Linked DNA regions of Sus scrofa: region 1 is linked to region 2. A link is a contact called in public HiChIP or PLAC-seq data. All regions are on one chromosome and are shown on one strand. The core of a region is the stretch at or near the end of the contact, and the rest is flanking DNA. Distances in the headings are between cores, read along the strand shown.

Region 1 (6,892 bases), core at 1,928-4,427, 310 kb after region 2:
TCTTGTGACAGAACATGAAGGAAGACAGCATGAGAAAAAGAATGTATACGTATGTATGACTTGGTCATTTTGCTGTACAGCAGAATTTGATGCAACATTGTAAGTCAACTATATTTTAATTTAAAAAAATTAAAAAGGGAGGTCCCATCGTGGCTCAGCAGACATGAATCTGACTAGCATCCATGAGGACACGGGTTCAATCCCTGGCCCTGCTCAGTGGGTTAAGGATCCGGCGTTGCCGTGAGCTGTGGTGTAGGTCAAAGACGCGGCTCGGATCTCAAGTGGCTGTGGCTGTGGTTGTGGTGTAGGCCGGCAGCTACAGCTCTGATTGGACCCCTAGCCTGGGAACCTCCAAATGCCTTGGATGCGGCCCTAAAAAGCAAAAAAAAAATAAATAAAAACTAAAACATTTAAAAACCCACAGCAAACAAACACATCAGTCAATAAAGTTTACAAGAAAGGAAACGTAAATGTTGCACATGGCACAGCTTTGAGCAGGGCCTCCACTGGTGTCATTGCAGAAACACTTAAGAGTGACTTCACCAAAGCTGACACAACTACACCGGACAGACAGCAAAGCTGTGGACTGGGTGGGAGAAGGGAGTAGGAAAGAGCTAAATCCTGCATTATATACTTGGAAGGCCGTAGATAAGGGCCAACACTCTAGGAAACAAAAAAAAAAAAAAAAAGGAAAAAGGAATGTGCCCAAGTTATTTAGAGATACAAAGTTTAGAAGGCAAAAGAACCTAGGAAACAGTTCCTAGTAGTTCCAGGGCCAAGAAAACAAGCAAAGAATTCCTGCTGCTTCTTAACCAGCTGTGTTGGTCAGTCAGACTGTTTAAACTATGTGCAAACAAAATTTTGATGCAAACTAAAAAACAAAGAGACGATTTCTGACAGAAGCCACAGGGCAAGAGCAGTGCACAATGAGGAGAACTAATATGTGTCAGGGGCCATCGGGAGCTGTAAGACCCAAGACTAAAAATATACTGTGGACCAAACGTCCTGTGGCGGTGGGGCCAGATGAGGGCGGGCCATCCACACAAGCAGAGTCTACTTTAAACCCTCGATGTAAGGGATTTTGAGCAGAGGATCCAGGAGACAATTTTGGGAGGATGAAATCTGGCAGTGCTGAGCAAGGGGTATATGGGGAGTGACAGGCACAATCCCCATCCAACTAGAATGATATTTCAACAGTAAGAAGGAATGAGAGTTGGACGTTCCATGAAGGCGAAGGATAGTATAACAAGTGAGGGAGAGTGGGAGAGAGGTTAAAACTCACTACACATCAGGGAAATACACATCAAAATAAGGACTTGTGACTTTATACCTGTCGGAATGGTATACAACTAGAAAGAAGAAGAATACCAAGTTTGTGGAGTGATCTGGGAAAAGGGAAACTTTTTCCCACAGCTAGTGATCGTTTAAACTAGGACAGCCATTATGAAAAAAATACAAATAAAAATATAGCAGCAATTAGTGACATTAAGTATGTTCACTCTGACCACGCTTCTTAAAGACACGTGTTTGGAAATACTTAAGGCAACGCTGTACGAATGGGAGTTGAAAGCATCTGAGGTATAGACTAGGGAGTGGAAAAGCATAACATAATAGGTGAATGTCATAGAATACTATGCAAAAGTGTCAGCTAACAGCAAATTAGATACAATTTACAAATACAGTGTTGGGTGAGAACTCTAAGAAAGAGAAATGAGTGTTAGGCATGGAACCATTTGTAAAAATGAACCACACTCACTGATAAATACCACTGACAACTCTGCAAAGATTCTTGCACATCCAGGGACATACTCCAAGCAATCGGAATGCATGCTTGGCTGGTGGTGAGGAGGAGGGCATGACAAGAAGAGGTGTGTGAGAGGGCATTGAAGAGAAAGGAAGTGCAATGAGTGCCACAGGAAAGGCGCTTTCCGGGTACTAATAAGGGACGCGAGGCATGATGGACTCAACTCAACTGTCTACATCAGAGGATCAAAAACACCGCCAGGGCTCACCATTAAACCCCATCCCCAAAGAGAGAAAGAGGAAGTCAGAGAGAATTGGGATGAAATGGGGGGGGGGGAGTGGTGTTAAGTTTAAAAAAAAAAAAAAAAAAAGATTTGGAATCAGAAGACATGGATTCCCAGTCTGGCTCCCAAGCCTTCTAGGTACAGCATCTACAATAAAGTATGTTGTTTTTATTTGGTTGGTTTGAGGGGGGGGTTGTTTCTTTTGGGGGGGTTTGGTTTGCTTTTTTTGTGGGTTTTTTTTTTTTTTTTTTTTTTGCTTATTAGGGTCACACCTGTAGCATATGGAAGCTCCCAGGCTAGGGGTCAAATCAGAGTTACAGCTGCCTGCCTACACCACAGCTCACAGCAATACCGGATCCCTGACCCACTGAGCAAGGCCAGGGATCAAACCCACATCCTCATGGATGCTATGAGGGTTTGTTTCCACTGTGTCACAACAGGAACTCCCAAATTATGTATTTTACCTTCTATCCCTCATTTTCCTTATGCATAAAAAAGGGAAATACTGAGAGTTCCTGTTGTGGCTCAGTGGTTAACGAATCTAATCAGCATCCATGAGGACTCAGGTTCAATCCCTGGCCTTGCTCAGTGGGTTAAGGATCTGACATTGCTGTGAGCTGTGGTTTAGGTCACAGACTCAGCTTAGATCCTGCACGGCTGTGGCTGTGGCACAGGCCGGCAGCTACAACTCCAATTCAACCCCTAGCCTGGGAACCTCTATATGCCATAGGTGTAGCCCTAAAAAGCAAAAAAACAAAAAAGCGGGGGGGAAAGATACTGTAACTTCTTCTTAGAGTAACTGTGGATTAAACTATAAAATATTCTATAAATGTAAATGTCAGATTGCTTTTAAACCTAGAAACTGGACCACAGTCCAAAACAAAAATTTTGGCATCAAAAGTGTGGACATCACGGATGCACAGTCCCCCGGTAACCACCTGCTGCCCACTAGATAATTCTGAGAATTATATTTTTTAATTGATGGCTAAGTTGCTTTTTAAGTTTTTTGCTGGTCCCACTCTTGAGAAGACTTCTTCCACTGAAAGTCAGTTTTCTGACACTCCATGGGAAATAACAATGGGTCCATTTATCAAAGCTGAGAATCGAGTTAACAGGCAAGGAAGCAGGCCATCCACCCCGGCCAACATCACACCCCACAGTCTTGGCCTGGATCCCATCACAGGCCATTCAAATGGGAGAATTCTTTCCCCAAAGCAAGTATCTATTCCAGTTCTCTAAATTGTAAAGGCAATGCCCTTTGGACATGAGGAAGCCACACAGAGCCATGAGTAAATCCCTTCTCGATAATGTCACCCCTCGTGGCATCTGTCCTTTTCTCCCATGAGTGCAGCTGAGAGGAAAATCAGGAGAGCACCTGGCTTCCTCTCCCTGGCATAAAATCTGCTCATTTCAGCCTCATGAACTTCTGAAATACTGCACCTCTCGGCCACTCTGCCTTTGCTCTTCTTCTCTGCCAATCCACAGCCTTGCTTTCCTCCAAAATCTCTGGCGTCTTCCCTGCTGCCCTGTGCTCTACATCACAGCCACACCAGCACTCATCAGAAAAGCTCATGCCGGCGTTCCCATCAAGGCCCAGCAGAAACGAATCTGGCCAGGAACCATGAGCTTGTGGGTTCGATCCCTGGCCTCGATCAGTGGGTTAAGGATCCTGCCTCGCTGTGAGCTGTGACGTGGGATGCAGATGTCGCTCAGATCTGGCGTGGCTGTGGCTGTGGCACAGGCCAGCAGCTATAGCTCCGACTGGACCCCCTAGCTGGGGAACCTCCGTACATGACAGGTGCGGCCCTAAAAGCAAAAAAAGAAAAGAAAAGCTCATACACATTAACTTACAGCTAATGAGGAGAGAGCAATTGTATCAGGAAACTCTATTATCTAGTTTGTTTATGTTTTGGCCCGTATGTTTACAATGAGCATTTTCACATACTTGCTATTGTAAACTGAAATAGCTCAAGCAATTAAGGATGGATTACGTACGTAGCCAAGTATACTTAACATATTATCTAAGCTAATTCTACTAACTACAAGACTCACAGGGAAAAATTTCATTTGCCACATGTGGTGAAAAGCTGGCTGTATTCTAAACATAATTTACTCTTAATACATATTCCTTGTAATAGAACTCTCAACTTTTCATGAAACTGTAAGCATCAAAATGGAAAGAAATACCATCTACCTCTCCCAACAGTACAACCACTACCAATAATAATAATAATAATAATAATAATAATAATAATAATAGGGGTTATTGTGGGTCAGGCACTATACTAAGTCCCTTCTATATATTAATTCATTTAAGGCCCACAACAACCCTACAAGGTAGGGTTAGCATGCTGTTCCCTCAAGGAGGAAACAAGGACAGAAGGTACAGCCTGGCCAAAGTCACAGGCTCAGGAAGCAGCTCAGCGGGATGCAAATTCCAGCAGGCAGAGGGCTAGAGCGGTGCACCATTCAACATACCACCTCCTCTGGCTTCATAGCAGCCAGAACAATGCTTTATAAACGCTGGAATTTCCCTCCCCGGGAACTGGACTTCACACCCAGCAGATGTTCAATAAGGGGAGAGGGAAGGCCTGTAATCGGCAAGTACTGCGTGAACCTTCTTGGACAAGAAAATGTGCTAGAAATACTGCTTACAGTGACATGAGTACATTGTTGAGAAGGAAGATGACTGGAAGAAAAAGCAGAAAACCTTCATCATGTCTGGACTCTGGTCACAGCGAAGGGTGACCGGGACCAAGAGACTCACAGTCACTGAAAAACTGGAGACAGACTCTCACTTTCGTGGGACCAGCACGTACAGAATAGTGCTATGAACATTTACAGGTTTATTCATTAGTTATAAATTGGAAAAGTAATTTGTTGTATTTTTTATATAAAATCCCAACTTCGGTAAACTTCTCCATGTATTCTATTATATAAAGTATGATTAAGGAGTTCCAGTCGGAGCTCCCGTCATGGCACAGTGGGTAATGAATCCAACTAGGAACCATAAGTTTGCGGGTTCGATCCCTGGCCTCACTCAGTGGGTTAAGGATCCAGCGTTGCTGTGAGCTGTGGTGATGGTTGCAAATGCAGCTCGGATCTGGAGTTGCTATGGCAGTGGTGTAGGCCAGTGGCTACAGCTCCGATTTGATGCCTAGCCTAGGAACCTCCATATGCTGAGGGTGTGGCCCTAAAAAGACAATTTTTAAAAAATATGATTAAGATATATTAAATTCAAAACTCCTCCAGAATATCTTCACCAGCATTTCAGACTATTCACAGTGTCAAAATCCTTAGAGCAAAGGGGATTAAAAACAAAGCACTGAAAGTCTACCCCTGGGAGTTCCCATCCTGGTGCAGAGGAAATGAATCCAACTAGTATCCATGAGGATGCAGGTTCGATCCCTGGCTTCACTCAGTGGGTTGGGGATCTGGTGTTGCCGTGAGCTGTGGTGTAGGTTGCAGATGTGGCTCGGATCACGCGTTGATGTGGCTGTGGCACAGGCTGACAGTTGTAGCTCCAATTCAACCCCTAGACTGGGAACTTCTAATTGCCACAGGTGAGGCCCTAAAAAGCAAAACCCAACAACCATTAGGCTAGGCAAACCGCTAGGACAATTCAAACAGAGAAATCAAATCAGCTAACTCAGATGGTCAACTGAACTTCTAGACACCTTGGCCAGAAATAATTTATACATGATACAGAATTATTTTAAAAAAGAAAAGTTAATAAGGGCTCTGTCATTACAAGCTGGAGTTTTTTCTTTTTGCCCTTTTTTTTTTTTTTTTTTTTTTAACAGTGCCTGTGGAATGCGCAAATTCCAGGGCAAGGGATCAAACCCACGCCACAGCCGCAACCCAAGTCACAGCAGTGTCAGCACAGGACCCTTAACCCTCTGCACCACCAGGGAACTACAAACTGGAGTTTTTTTTTATCAGCAACTTAAATGCCACAGAGAATCAGCTCACTGAGGTCTACATCAGCTCCCTTGCAGAGGGCCAAATCCAAGAACTGACACGGAAGGGAGAAGCAGAGAAGACAGGGCAAGTGGATACTTGGTTTGGGGTGTTTTGTTTTGTTTTGTTTTTTGTCTTTTTACAGCCCCACCTGCAGCATAGGGAAGTTCCCAGGCTAGGGGTCGAATCAGAGCTACAGGTGCCAGGCTACACCACAGCCAGAGCAATGCCAGATCCTAGCCTTGTCTTCAACCTACACCACAGCTTAGGGCAACACCAGATCCTTAACCCACTGACCCAGGGATCAGACCCATATCCTCATGGTTACTAGTCTGGTTCTTAAGCCACAACAGGAACTCTGATGCTTGATTTTAAGATGACCGAACACAAGGGAATTTGGGAATTGGCAAGCTCAAATGAATCATGTTATAAATGAAAAAATAACTCACGACTTAGCAGGGAGCACACAGCTTATGAGAGACAATGTCAAGATCAGACCCCAGGGCCATTCTCATGGCTGTGCTGCCTTCCTGTTCATGTAATTTTCTGGCGTTCTGAACACAGTTGTATGCCTGCATATTTTACTGACTACATTAACTCAGAGGCTTTCATTCTCTGGACAGTGTATTTCCTATTCTTCATAGAACTGCTTTTTCCTCATTTCTAAAGTAAAAACAAAGGGAATACACCTATGATCTTATTAAGAAAAATGACTGGGGTTCCCACCATTGTGCATCAGATTAATAATCTAACTAAGCAGCTCGGATTGCTGGAGGTGTGGGTTCAATCCCGACATTGCCTGCAGCTGTGGAGCAGCTCACAGTTGTGGCTCGGAGTTCAATTCCTGGCCCAGGAATTTTCATATACTCTAGGTGTGCCCATAAAATTAAAAGAAAGGGAGTTCC
Region 2 (7,614 bases), core at 3,330-5,829:
TAATTGTCTCCAAGCTAAATTTGAGGAGGTGGTGGAAGTAGCCAAAGGATATCACAGCCGCCACTGGATTAGAACATAAGAAAAGATATGAATGTAGAGGGACGTGAAATGCAGCAACACTGTGGAGGTACTTCTTTTCACTGTAATTCAGTGTACACTGAACTTGCAAACTGGTTCACGATGATACAAATTGTGGTCCATTTTCTGAGTCTGCTATCAAACACTGGCGAGAACATGCTTCCAAACAACATCTAAAGGCAACCTGCTGTTACTTCCTTGCCAGCATGTATGGATTGAAAACAAAACAAAACAGGAAGGCCGGTCAGGCATTCTGGGAACTAGTTTTCACATATGAAAGTTTAGACACAGTATCATAGTTTTTGCCCTGTAAGTCAGGAAGCCGTGAAATGCACTAGAAATTAAACTAACATGGTCAATATTATCTATCAGTAATGAGTGGGCAAGGACCTGTAAGATGATGGCAAAACATTTTGGCAGGGAGCACCTGCCACACCCTGAGATGGAGAGCAGAGTCTTTATCAGGCCTCTCCTCCTTCTGCCTTCTCTCCTCTCAGCACATCCATCTCCGGGGAACTCCCATTCAAAAGCCTTCTGCTTCCCGGAGTTCCTGTTGTGGCTCAGTGGTTAACGAATCCGACTAGGAACCATGAGGTTGCGGGTTCGATCCCTGCCCTTGCTCAGTGGGTTAAGGATCCGGCGTTGCTGTGAGCTGTGGTATAGGTTGCAGATGCGGCTTGGATCTCGTGTTGCTGTGGCTCTGGTGTAGGCCAGTGGCTATAGCTCTGATTCGACCCCTAGCCTGGGAACCTCCATATGGAGTGGCCCAAGAAATGGCAAAAAGACAAAAAAAAAAAAAAAAAAAAAAAAGGCTTTATGCTTCCCTTGTACTGAATTAAACATCCATCTTGTTTCCTCTTGAGCATGTCTCTTGTTCTGCCCACAGGTAACCAACTGTCACGGAGCAGAAAGATGACTGGACAGGAGCTCAGAGACCTGGGTTTACAGCCCCTTCTGACGCATAACACACTTTTGTCTTTCTATCTCCATGTCTACATTTGTTACACGAGGGGTGGAACTGAACTTGATGATGTTTTTAGTTCCTTTATGGCCCTGCAACATCAGAAATATTCTGCCCCACCCCCGCTTAAAGGGCTAGTTCTCTATAAGCTTCCTAAAAATTTCCAAGACCAACTTTAGGGGGTATACCTCCATGGTAGAGCATTTGACTGCAATATCATCAACGATAGTGCCTTCCTCAATTAAGGCAAAAACATTTAAATAAGAAGGAATGTTCTTATTCTCATGACAAAAATCCACAGGACTTATATCCTTGAAAAAGACTGGATGAAGTCCGGTCCAACATTTGCAACTCTCAGCATATATTTAAGTTCACTGTAGCACGGCATACCCAACAATAAAACCTCAACGTGCGAAAAGGTTCTTCCCGCTCTTCCCAAAATTTGTGACACGGAACTTTTTCACTTCCAAATGGGAAATGTGATTCATACCCAAAATGTGTCATAATTTGCATGGATACGGTGTCAAAACTGGAGCTTCTTTTGTATACAGCTACCTAACATGTCAGGCATGTTGATCAGAAAGGAATCATGACTGAAACTAGTGGTGAGAGAAAATTAATGCTATCTTATTGATGACAATTCCTATTTTAAAAAAATGCCTCATTTTCTTCATCATCATATAAATGGCACATAGTCGCTATGACGTGACACATACCTCCCTTACATAAGCGCCCTAGATTTATGTTTTGAATGAACAGTACAACTATTACTGTCGCTTTAATCAAACAACCATACACGCCCCGGTCCTTGAAATCTTTCAGACTGGAGCAAGGTGGAACGAGAAATGAAGAGAAGAACGTGAAAAGCTAAAAATAAGCATATACTCCATGAAGATTTTTGGAATCCTCCCAGTGATCCTGGAACATCTGGAGCCTTAAATCAACTTCAGTGTTCAGAGGTCTTTCCCACACCCTCCTCCCTATTCTGGTTCCACCCTACTCATCCATACCAAACACAGCTTCCAGATCTCTAGAATAGTCTTGGGAATAAAAGCTCTGGAAGATGCCTTGGAAACATCGACTCTCGTGGGGTTGATATCAGAATACAACAGCTTCAAGTAAAAAGAACTGGGAAGAAGAAAAGCTATTTGCACATTCAACTCTTTTTTTTGGCTGTCCCCTGGCATAGGGGATTCCCAGGCCAGAGAGCAGATCTGAGCCACAGTTGGGGCAATGCTGGATTCTTAACCCACTGTGCCAGGCTGGGGATTAAGACTCCCAGACTCCCAAGATGCCGCTGCCGATCCTGCTGCATCACGGCAGAAACTCCTGCACATTCAATTCTTTAATAAGATTTGCCCCCTTTCTGCCCATTTGCCCCAAATGGGGCAAAATACTCCTCCCCCCCATCATTATCAAATGCAAGAAAAGAATAGCAAATGCTCTCAAAAAGGTTGTATAGTTATAATTTGCATGGATACGGTATCAAAGGAAGGTGCGGAAGAGGAGAGCTAGGATACAAGGCACAGAGAATGCAGTTCACATGCTGAACCTCAAAGGCTTCCTCAATGCACAAATGAACAAATATTCCTGGAGCAGGATGGCAGTGAGGGGAGAGCCATTCCGACGGAGAGAGTTCCTGTCTGGCCTGGATTGCTACCTCTGATGAACTGAATACCCAATGAGTTGGACAATGATCTCGTGTTCTTTGTTGGGGCGCTAATATGTCCTGCAAGAAATTCTTTCTGCCATTCTTTAATCCCTGCGAGTTAGCAGACAGTTTTAACAGACCTGGCTCTTCCCCAACATCTGTCATTGGATCCCCTACATCCTGGTGCTTTCAGCTCCTTCCTGGCTATGTACATTTCTACCACAATTTCTTTCCATTGCAGCAGGTTTGTTTGCCTTGAAGAGACATTCTTTTCTACACATTTCTTGAGCTCCAGAGGAAATGCTGCCACAGGCATGAGGCCAATGGATGCCACCTCTCATAGGCACAGTATGCATAGAAAAACACGACTTAAAATTTCCAGCCATCTTTAACTCAATAGTAAACATGGTTTGAAAGCTCAAATGTCCTTGACATTTACAAACCTACCAATTGTCATGCATCTCCTAGGCATAACTTAGACGCTCAAGCCTTTTCATCTTTGACTGAGGTGTAATTGTTTATGTGAGGAACAATATTTTTTAACTGACTAGAGCACGTGCTAGCTTCACAGAATCACCCAGCATCACTCACATACAGTGTTTGCACATCTAACTCAAGCCAGACCTAAGTGTTGAACTTGGCATCTAGGTCTATAAATGATCCCAAACTTCTATTTTGGGGAGCACAACTAACACTTTCATCTCTATGGCTAGCAGGAGTATTTAAACCTTTTGGATTTTCAGAGTCAATATTTCACAAAGAACTAGCAAGTGTTTATCACTTCACTAGAGGTAGAGGCCGGGTGATTTACTGAGCTTCTTCCTAGCCGGCTGATTTATTCCATATACCAGTTTCACAGTATTTGCTTAAGAAAAGTTCGAGGGAGTATAGGCAATAGGATTTGTAACGAACTCATGACCAAATGAAGCAGGTGTATTAAAACCATGTGTGCTCCTACTAGAGTTAATGTAGAAAGGTCCCAGGTCTTTGTGGACATGTTTGAGTCCATAAAGGGAGCGCTTTGTCAACCCTGCAGCACATGGGAGTTCCCAAGACAGAAGTCAAATCGGAGCTGCAGCTGCCTGTCTACACCACAGCCACAGCAACATGAGATCTAAGGCTCGACTGTGACCTACGCCACTGTTTGTGGCAACGCCAGATCCTGACCCCACTGAGCGAGGCCAGGGATCGAACCCGCATCCTCAGAGACATGAGGGCAGGTTCTTCAACCCACTGAATCATAATGGGCACTCCCTGCTTTTCCTTTTCATTCTGGGTCTTTACCCAAAAACCTCCTTGGGGATGGTCTTCTGAAAAATCTTCCTTCCTTCATAGGCTTCCCAATTTCTACTGCCCACTCCCAAACTAGTCTTAAATAGAGTTGATAGTTTCTCCTCTGAACATTCTACTACATCTCTCTCAGAGGGTGTTCCACATTTTATTCTATATTATTTGTATGATATCATATAATATGTATATTACACGTGTGACATATCACACACACACACACACACACACACACACACCCTGCTCCGAGACAGAGAGTCCCATGTGGACAGAAACCATGTTTTATTTCTCTTTCTAATCTAGTGCTTTTCACAGGGCCTGGGAAGGTAAATACATGTTGAATAAATAAAAGCTGAATTTTCTCAAGGCCCATAGTAGAGATTTTTTGTTTTTCATGGATTCCTTCTCTGAAGATAAACGGAGTTTAAATTTACCAACCAAATAACGTGCCATGAATCCTGGAGGAACAAAGCCTTGTTGCTCTAATGCTCTAGGAAGGACAAGTGAGGAAAAAAAAACTGTGTCGTCCTGTACTTGGTGTTCCACAAACAGGCACGGAGCAATGAGCTGTAGAAACTGGATCTCGATTCTGAGCACGTGGTACTCAATCTGTGAGCTATGCCACCCACTTGAGCGTGTCATGGTCTCTGGAAGTTTCTTGAGCACAACACGCCTTGGACTGAGAAGGAATATCAATTCCATGATGTCCAAAGCAACCTGAGTTCTCCCTCTCCTTTGATGTCCTAGCCATCCACGTTATCATCCCCCGAGCTTTCCAGGTTGGATGGGGGACAATATGCTTTAGCGACTGTGAGAAACCATGAGAGATGGCCCAGCTTTTAGACATGTGTGTAAGCGAGTGGCTGCTCCCTGGGTGCTCCACGTCCCCCTCCATGAAAAAGAAAAGCATAATATTTAACAACATCCCCAAGCTATTGTGAGGGTTAATTAGATTTAATGGGGGAAGGGAGGCGAGCTGATTAGGCACTATTCAAATCCAAAGAATCATTATTTTGTGTCTAAAAATAATCCTGATGTAGGAATAAAATTAATTTGGAAGCTCAATCTTTGGTAATCATCTTCCCATACTTTAAAAAAAAAAAAAGGCATAGTTTTTAATCAAAATCCCATTCTAAGTGTGAATCATTGAAGTTAGAATAGAGACCTGTGAATTTTTATTCACCTTTGAAGTATGACACTACACGGTTCTTTTTTTTTTTTTTTTTTTTTGTCTTTTGTCTTTTTAGGGCCACACCCTAAAAAGAGGCATATGGAGGTTCCCAGGCTAGGGGTGCAATCGGAGCTACAGTTGCCAGCCTACGCCACAGCCACAGCAACGCAGGATCCGAGCCACATCGGCGATCTACACCACAGCTCACGGCAACGACGGATCCTTAACCCACTGAGTGAGGCCAGGGATGGAACCTGCAACCTCATGGTTCCTGGTTGGATTTGTTTCCGCTGTGCCACAACGGGAACTCCCTCTTTTTTTTTTTTCCTTTTCCCTCCATCCACCCTCCCTCCCTTCCTTCCTTTTTTTGAAGATACACTAAAGGTATCTTCCAAGGAAGGTTAATTTTGTGGAACGGAGTAATGTAAACAAACATGGATTTCAAAACTACATTTACTTTTACTTTTTGTTTCCTTTGAAACATTTGTGAAACACTTGAATTCCCATCTTTAAAGAATCAGTAGTCAACGCTCTACAGTTGAAGTAATTTTTCAGATCATTTCTGGTAAGTTCCACCCCTATTTCTGTCCCAGAACCAGTCAGGGAGAGATCTTCATATCTCCCCAAATTAAAACACAAATCTGGGAGTTCCCTTTGCGGTTCAGCAGGTTACAAACCCCACTAGGATCCATGAGGATGCAGGTTTGATCCTTGGCCTCACTCAGTGGGTTAAGGATCCGGCATTGCTGTGAGCTGTGGCGCAGGCCAGCAGCTGCAACCTCAGATTCGACCCCTAGTCTGGGAACTTCCATATGCCACATGTGTGGCCCTGAAAAGCAAAAGCAAAAACAAAACCCCAAATCCCTCGTTATTTAAGGCTTAGGTCAGAACAAGTCATCTAAATAGTACTCATCAAAATTAGTATAATAGATTAATTTACTATGAAAATCTTCATGAGAAATAGAAGTTAGTCCCTGAGAAAACTCTGAAATGTTGTCTAAATCTCACCAAAAAAAATTATAGTATCTTCAAAAATGGGAAACATTGTTTAAAAATATAATAGTTAATAATCCTGGGAAACAAGCCATATCTGTTAGGGAAAAAATGTTATGCTCAGTTTTTGGTAAGTGAAGACGTTTGGCTGGAAATGGACTCTTGATGTCTGTTTAGGACTTTCCAAAGGAAAGGGAGATAAGGTAATTAGTCAGTAGAAATGTAATCTCTACAGAGAATCAAGAACAATTCTCTTTTAACACAGCCTATTAACATTTTCCATAAGACTTACAAATTCTCATAACTTAAACTGTATACTCACCAAGCAAACTTCTGATTATTCATTCGATTTCCCCGGACCCTGGACACTGGGGACGGATGTACCCTACAGGTAGATGAGAGTAATCCAGTCATTACAAGAGCATATTCCTGATGATAAATGAACGAATACAAAGGGATCTGGCTGATACATGGTCTCCTTTAGATTTGCATCATATAAGATGCCCTGGAACTTGATCACCTCTTGGGAAATGGATGCAGTTAAATACCTGCAGACCAAAAGCCTCTCTTTCCTGTTCCACCACTTTCACCATAACCAGCATTTGTCACAAAGTTCGCTGTGAAGATCCCCAAAAGCAGGACCACCAGTTTTAATAAGTTAATTCATGCATTCAGGCCAACAAAAAGTTTCTGTTGCCTATGTAGTCCTTGCCAGGTTTAAGAGCACATAAAAGTAATGCTGGAGTTCCCACTGTGGCTCAGCGGGTTAAAAACCTGTTGAGTATCCATGAAGATGTGAGTTCGATCCCTGGCCTCGATCAGTGGGTTAAGGATACCGCATTGCCATGAGCTTGGTGTAGGTCACAGCTTGGATCTGGTGTTGCTGTGGCTGTGGCACAGGCTGGCAGCTGCAGCTCCGATTTAACCCTTAGCCTGGGACCTTCCATATACTGCAGGCGCAGCCCTAAAAAAAAAAAAAAAAAATGTAATGTAAGGTCTGGTGTTGGCCCTGAATAAACCTTTTCTGCTATCTGTTCTCACAAGGAGGACAAAGGAGACAGTCTAAGTACACACTTCCTCAGTCGACCTGTAGATTTAAAGCCCTAAAAAGCAAGATAACGAAGGGGATCAGGATAAGCCACCCCAAAGTACACTCCTTTGGCATAAGGATTATTTCAATTGGAAAGCAACTGAGAAACTGCAGGCACAGAAAGCTGCCTACCTTCCCTTTATTTTTTATTTTATATTTTTTTGCCATGTTCATAACACATGGAAGTTCTCAGACCAGGGATCGAATCCACAGCACCACAGTGACAACGCTGGATCCTTAACCCGCTGCACCACCAGGGAACGCCTCTACGTTCCCTTTATATACCTAACAGCAGGGCATAAACTTAAGTTTTGCTAAGGATATTTTCATTTGTAAAGGTGTTCGCCCTCCCATACCAGGAAGAGGAGGAGATCAAAGCACAA

What was found. HiChIP or PLAC-seq counts read pairs in DNA pulled down with a chosen protein or histone mark.
Region 1: an H3K27ac HiChIP or PLAC-seq map of skeletal muscle shows a contact between it and region 2, with 2.5 times the contacts expected there. The contact joins two enhancer-like sites. A contact is called at or near these places in 2 of 47 Hi-C or Micro-C datasets (embryonic fibroblasts and fetal skeletal muscle) and 1 of 2 datasets of contacts at active chromatin or transcription factors (skeletal muscle).

The regions. Positions count from the first base shown.
Region 1 is chr11:46,369,679-46,376,570 of Sscrofa11.1, forward strand. It overlaps a transcript of KLF12 not described here. Among named protein-coding and RNA genes, the nearest start is that of KLF12, 65 kb to the left of the region's middle. Within about 2 kb of position 3,178, at least 7 of the 83 cell types and tissues checked have an H3K27ac peak or open chromatin away from gene starts, as enhancers often do. A contact at or near this core is called in skeletal muscle, where this site is marked.
Region 2 is chr11:46,062,717-46,070,330 of Sscrofa11.1, forward strand. It overlaps KLF12 (Kruppel like factor 12), which reads right to left. Exons shown (of 7, transcript NM_001134347.2): 5 at 6,464-6,526. Among named protein-coding and RNA genes, the nearest start is that of KLF12, 240 kb to the right of the region's middle. Within about 2 kb of position 4,580, at least 1 of the 83 cell types and tissues checked has an H3K27ac peak or open chromatin away from gene starts, as enhancers often do. A contact at or near this core is called in skeletal muscle, where this site is marked.